Linked DNA regions of Gossypium hirsutum: region 1 is linked to region 2. The links are chromatin contacts, called in public Hi-C maps. All regions are on one chromosome and are shown on one strand. Each heading gives the region's core, a stretch centred on a gene start, on an enhancer-like site or on the middle of the called end of the contact. The rest is flanking DNA. Distances are from core to core; before and after follow the strand shown.

Region 1 (3,440 bases), core at 265-2,764, 89 kb after region 2:
ATCACATGGACCCATTTAGATGTGGAAAGTTTTTTCTGAACCCTAATCTACAATCATAGCCTAAGTGTTATAAAGTTAAAGATGAGAACAAAATTTGTGTTGTTAAAGATAACTTGAAATATCACTAAGTCACAACAAGACAGTGAGATACAATCTACCATAGACATATATATTAGTGATTACCACTACAGGATCTGAATCTCTTGATTTTGGAAGGACAACCCACGAAGGTATTGTAACACAGTAACTCCATCCAGTTCGAGGATCATGTGGCCAAACAGTTTCTCTCCCATTCTGCATGTATATGTAAATTGAATAAGCGCTAAAACCAAAATTCAATTATAAGTTTCCAGACAGCCAAAAAGGTTCTACTAATAAAATAGCAACATGAATGAAGAACATCAAAATCCATTCCTTCCTAAGTTAAAAGAAAGATAGTATTCAGAATACCAATCTATGTCAAGATTAAAGTATAGCTCATCCCTTACTTTTAGATGTCTAGATTCTTGATAGAATTCTCCTATCACTGTCCTTATGAAAAATACTACAACTAAAATTTCAGCAGCAAATGCTTAAGAACCATAGGAACTTTGTAAATGCTCAAAACCAGCTTATGAGGACTTATACTGACAAGCGAAGCAAACATAAAATTCTAAATTTACTATATTAATGCATTTAAAAACTGGTTAAGAGGTATTTTATTTAAAAGTCTTTTTCAATTGAGATTAAGATAGCTACATCAGTTAATGAAACAATCTAGCAATCAAGTCCAATCTCATCATTGCAAAATCTATAGTCTGTTTTTTGGGTCTTGATCCACCGTAAAACTCCCTATAAGCATTAATTATGGATCAAAATTCTATAATTTCTATGAACTAAACTCTTCAATCGCAAAATCTGAGTGCCAATTCGAATTCCAAGGTAACTTCAAATAAAATCAACGAAAAGAGAGTAAATTGTCGGAAAGCTGACCAATTTACGAGGGAATGCACTCTTTTTTTTTTTTCAATTGAGATTAAGATTACGTAAGTTACTGAAACAATCTAGCAATCAAGTCCAATCTCATAATTGAAAAATATCCAGTCTTTTTTTCTTTTAGTCTTGATCGACCATAAAACTCACTCTAAACACTAAATTATTGTTCAAAATTCTAGAATTTCATGAACTAAAAACTCTTCAACAACAGAATCTAAGTGCCGATTCGAATTCCAAACTAATTTAAAATGAAATGGTAAATTTGTAAGGAAGCTGACCCATTTACGAGGGGGCGGACTCCAATCCATCCCGAGAGGCAGTGGCGAAGTCCCATCGTGCCTGTGCTTCGGTGGACTCCGTCTCTGCATCATCTATTTCTCCTTTTTATTTACTACGAAACTACGCCGATCTCTGTCTAAGAATCGAAATTGAACATTAAAATCGATTGCAAAGAGCTTTTAGGGTTTATTGATCGGATCGGGGGGAAAAAGTAGACAACTGTACCAAAGCGTCACGCAGGTGTTTAGACGTAGGAATTTCAATTATTTGGCCTTTTTCTCTTTTACTATTATTGATTAGATTTAATTATTCCCCAGTCCCTGTACTCTTTAAACTTTTAAAATATAATCCTTTTAGGAATTTAGTACCTGATTAAAATATGTTTCAAGTCTTTGAACTCTTTATATTTCTAAGAATTTAATCTTTCAACCTTTTCAGATTTCAAAATTTATGTTTAAATTGTTTACCTTACTGAAACTTTTTAGTTAAATTCATTGATATGATATTTTGAAATAAAAATACATTCTTGAGAGTCAAGTAACAAAAAGAAATAACGTTATAATAAATATGTATTTAACAGAATAATTTTAATAATTAAATTTACATTATTAAATCAAAAAATAGAAAAATTAAATTACTTAAAATAAAAATAAAAGAATTAAATTTCAAATATACAAAAAAGTGAAAAAAGCGTATATTTTAACTTTAATTTCTCTACTTTGAATTTTCAAATTAGACATGTATTTAAAATTTTGTGAATAAAAATAAATTAAATTTCAAAAATTTAAAATATATAGACTGATTATAAATTAAATTCTGCTAATTATTATTGATAATTTCGGAATTTGACAAAAAGATGCGTGCATTTTAAGATGGGAGAAGTGGGCTTGGGGGTTGGAGCCTGCTCCGGGATGATTGCCTTATCTGCTTGTACGGGTATAATGGAGTAGAGCCAACCTCGAATTCAGAGTTTGAAGTTTATATTTTGCTCAATTAAATTTATTTATAATTTTCGTACACAAAGCTGGTGGCTTATTTAACAAAAAAAATCTGAAAATAAATTGAGAAACTATGCTGACGATTTAGGCTGTTTTTATTCTTTCTCCTGCAAACCAGATTTATAGGGCGTGTTTTCATTTTAACGGTAATTCTATCGGGTTTATTACTAAAAAAAGCCCTTTTTTTTAAATTTACCGAAATAGGCCACTTTTCTAATTATTTATCGGAATGGGTCATTTTTCGCGAAATCACGTCCACGTCAGCGCGATGTCAGGGTACGTGCAGGAAATCGCGTCCACGTCAGCGCGATTTGCTGACGTGGAAGGAAATCGCTTCCTCTAGGACGCGATTTGCTGACGTGGCATGAACAATGTGTTTTTAGCTTGGAAAACTTTGAAAGGCCATAACTTTTGGCTCGGTTGTCTGATTGAGACGAATTTTTTTGATTTCGAATAAATTTTCGAGATCTACGCGCTGATAAACCATCGAAGGCGGTTTGCCGACGTTTTCGTCGAAAAAGATCCTCTTTTGCCCCTCAATTTTGATTTTTTCGGTTTAAAATTGAATTTTGAAACATTCAAATCGTTATTTTTCTCATTTATTTGAAGTAAACACCGGATATTTTTTTACAGAATTGTCTTATATCATCCTGTTATAGGTATAAGTCAGCTCATTCCACTTTTGAGAAGTTCCCTAAAATTTTCCATTTTATTCAATTTAGTCCCTAAAGCCTAAATAGTCATATTTTCAAATCTAAGCTTCATTTTTCAATTCAAATTCAATTTCATCCTTCCATAACATTCAAATATTCTTAAATACAAAAATTTCGTGCTAATTTTGAAATAATTACACTTTAGTCCCTATACTCGTAACTAACAAATTATACTTTACAAATTAGTCCCTATTCATCTCTAAGAAGTTTTCCAGCACGTAGATCTCGAAAATTTATTCGAAATAAAAAAAAATTTGTCTCAATCGGACAACCGAGCCAAAAGTTATGGCCTTTCAAAGTTTTCCAAGCTAAAAACACACTGTTCATGCCACGTCAGCAAATCGCGTCCTAGAGGGAGCGATTTCTTTCCACGTCAGCAAATCGCGCTGACGTGGATGCGATTTCCTGCGCGTACCCTGACATCGCGCTGACGTGGACGCGATTTCGCGGAAAATGGCCCATTCCGGTAAATAAT
Region 2 (3,505 bases), core at 247-2,746:
GGGTTAAAATTTACTTTTCATCCATGTACTACGTGTAACATGTTAATTAAATCATTAAACTTTAATTTCATTTTTAGTCCCTATAGTTTTAAAATTTTAGTCATGATTAAATTGTGGTTGCTAAATTCATCAAATTAATCTACTATTTCCAAAACTTGATGTGACAAGCATATTATCACATGTGTAGTGTCATATTAGCTTGTTATTTTTACATATTACTCATATAAAAGCCATTTAATGGATTTAATGGCTATTGCTTGCATCAAGGTTGAAAATTTGAAGTTTAAAAATTATAGGGACTAAGAATGATCCAGTTGGAGAATATTAACTAAATTTATAATTTTACGCATAGTATGAAACTAATTATAGAAATTAACCAAGTGGATTTAACAACTACTCTAAAGTATAATGACCAAAACTGATCAAATTAAAAAAGTACAATCGCTAAAATTTACCAAATAAAAGTATAAAGACTAAATACACGAGTTACATAGAGTGTAGGGACTAATAGAAGAAATTGACCTTTTTAAAATGCCCTTAATTTAAAATAAAAATCCTATAAAAAGTAGAATCTTGGTCTAGGGAGATTTTTGGTTCTTTCCTCGTTGTCTGTCTATCTGTATTGTCTGCTGGTACTTTGCAAGTTGTTAATGAAAAGATAAGGTAAGTACGCAATGGAATCTGCAAACTATGGTTTTGGGATTAGGAATCCAAGGGTGACTTCACAATGTCAAAAAAACAAAGCTTTTGTTTGCTTTAAAATTCGCGATTCGCACGGTTGGCAAGAGCTTTTGGGTTCTTAACACACAATTATCATATGCAGGTTTGCATTTTAGAACTCTACAGTTAAGTTGTTTAGGAAATGGGTTAGATCTCGAGAAAAATAATTTTGGCCTGAGTCTAGTTTGAATTTGTAAAAATTAAAAAAAAATTGTTTTTTTTTTAATTTTTTTACTGTTTTGTTGCTATTTTCTTATTGTTTTATCATTATATTGCTATCATTTTACTATCATATTATTATTATTTGGATATTGTATAACTATTATTTTATTGTTAATTTTGATACTATTTTAGAGACGTTTGCTTGTTAAGTTGCACCTATCTTAATGTTATTTAAGTATACATATTTTTAATTTTTTTTAATATTTTGGAAATATTTATTTTAATATTTTTAATATTTTTGATGTATTATATATATTTTAAAAAATTTATATAAAAATTTAATACGGGCAGCCAGGCCGAATTCAAATTTTAACATTTTTAACTAAGTCGGATATGGACAAAATTTTAGATTCAATTTTCAAACTTGGGCTTAGTAAACGAGCCTAAAATTTTGGCTGAGCTCTACCCGAATCAGACCCAAAAACACCTATATTTTACGATCTTACTTTATATTTTAACCTGATTTGAACTAAACTAAAAATTTTAAAAAGAATTCAAGCGGACCTACCCAATGGATAAATCTAGAGTGGGCTCATCCTATGGACCCTAACTCCTATAAGTTAATTTCCATCGCATTATCTAGGCACTATCACCTTTCCCGTTTTAAAGTCCAATTCATTGGGCCTGGCTTTTTATGTAATTCTGTTTAATAACTCTAACATTAATTTAAGGCGAGTTTAACGCTACTGTCAGAAAAAGCTTGGCTCGATAATAATATGTTTAAAACGTATGAAAAAACAATAATTTGGAAAACTTTCAATTATTTAGTATATTAGGATAAATTTTAAAATTATATATTAATTTTAATTTAATATGCAACTTTATATATAAAATTTTAATTTGATTTAAAATTCATAAACTATTAATACAATTGTTGGTATAACATTTTTTTATATTTATATATTGTATACACAAATAATTATATTTTTAAAATATGTATGCTTAAATCAAAATTAATATTTCATATATACATTTGAACCACAAATAAAGTTTTATGTGTATAATTATACTAAATTAAAATTCATGTATCAAAGTGTACACTTTATATGTAATTTTAAAATAAAAAAGTGAGAATAATAAAATCGTTTCATCTAAAATCTAATTTCCAAAAGCTGTAAGCATAATTTTCTTTTTTATCTTTTCAGCTTGATTTGTCGAACCATAATTTTAAGGGAAAATACGAAAATGCTGTACTCATTTAATATTACTGTGAAAAAAACAAAATTTAACCTCAATAGTTATGCCAACAATCATATTTTGTCCGAGATGATCTCGAAGGGATTATTATTTTGAAGTTACTATTATTATACTAATATTATTTTTAATTATTATATTTTTAGCTTAAAAAAAGTTATTATATTTTAAAAGAGAGAGAAGAAATAGATATTATCGAAAGAGATAAGAAAAGTTTAGGGGGAAAAGAGACTTTGAGAAAGATCTACAAGGAAGGAGAGAATTGGGAGAAGTGGAGCATGACCATTAGAAGCTAAAGTAGAGGAAAGCAAAAGAGAAAGAGATGGGGTTTTGGTAAAAGCCCTTCATGCATTACAACTTTGATCACTTTCACTTTCTTACACTTCTAATCTCACCATAAGTTCCAACACCCACTACTTGAACTTTCATCATCCCTCAACCCTCTCAGTTCACCACCTACAAGCAAAATCTGAAAAAGAGGATAAAAGCAGTACCCATGATTATGAAGTAGGACTTGCTATCGAAAATTTTGAAGTTTAGTTCTCTCGTCACTCCAAGTTTTCAACCCAAAACTTTTGGATCTTTGATACCCCATTTATCGTGGTATTTACATGTACATATGTTCCTCTCATGGCACCTCGGTTTTTACATATATCTCTGTGTATAGATATATCCATGTGTTTCTACATATATCTGTGCAATTATGTAATTAAATTATGTGTGGTTTGAAGGTGCATATCATATGTATTTGATATGTATTTGTAATTATATGTTAGATGTGTATAGTCGTGTTTTATATGTGACTTGAAATCATTTCTCCTATCCTAAGTGTGTGTAATTATGTAGACTATGTGTCTCTCGTAGCATCTTGTATGTGTGCATTGAGTTGTGTTGTTCTCATTGTTCGAGTGGTTACTTATTTGAGATTAATCCTCATGAAAATCATTAAGCAATTTTAAAATATATAAATTTCATTTATTTTTTAAAAGATGTTTTTGGAATCTTTAGAATGTCTCAGATTAGTTAATTTTTAAACAAATAAATACATTTCTTTTAGTTTATTAAAACTGGTCTTTTAAATCCTCAAGGTGCCACAAACTAAAATAATTTTAGAATATATTTCCTTTTATTTTTAAAAGAGTTCTTTTCAGTATTCGGGATGTGGCGAATTAAATAATTTCTAAAAGTATAAAATTTCCAACAAGTTTTTATTTTCCATGAAATTATCGTTATTGATTTAAAGAAATTGTGATATGGTTTGTTAATCAATTCATAATTTTTAGTGCTTGGTTTGTTGATATATATATATTTGTTTTTTACACATCTTCTAGAATGGAATCTGGGAATGGTGATACGGTTTCAGTGGGAG

The links. A called contact is a pair of places that touch in the nucleus more often than the background predicts.
Region 1: a Hi-C map of leaf shows a contact between it and region 2, with 2.2 times the contacts expected there. The contact joins the promoter of LOC107901615 here to the enhancer-like site in region 2. A contact is called at or near these places in 5 of 34 Hi-C or Micro-C datasets (callus, hypocotyl and leaf).

What each region holds. Positions count from the first base shown.
Region 1 is chrD06:23,584,239-23,587,678 of Gossypium_hirsutum_v2.1, forward strand. It overlaps LOC107901615 (PX domain-containing protein EREL1), which reads right to left and starts at 1,515. Exons shown (of 10, transcript XM_041095392.1): 1 at 1,254-1,515; 2 at 184-294. The coding sequence starts at 1,346.
Region 2 is chrD06:23,495,560-23,499,064 of Gossypium_hirsutum_v2.1, forward strand. No RefSeq gene overlaps it. Among protein-coding and RNA genes, the nearest start is that of LOC107900352, 13 kb to the left of the region's middle. Within about 2 kb of position 1,497, at least 3 of the 9 cell types and tissues checked have an H3K27ac peak or open chromatin away from gene starts, as enhancers often do. A contact at or near this core is called in leaf, where this site is marked.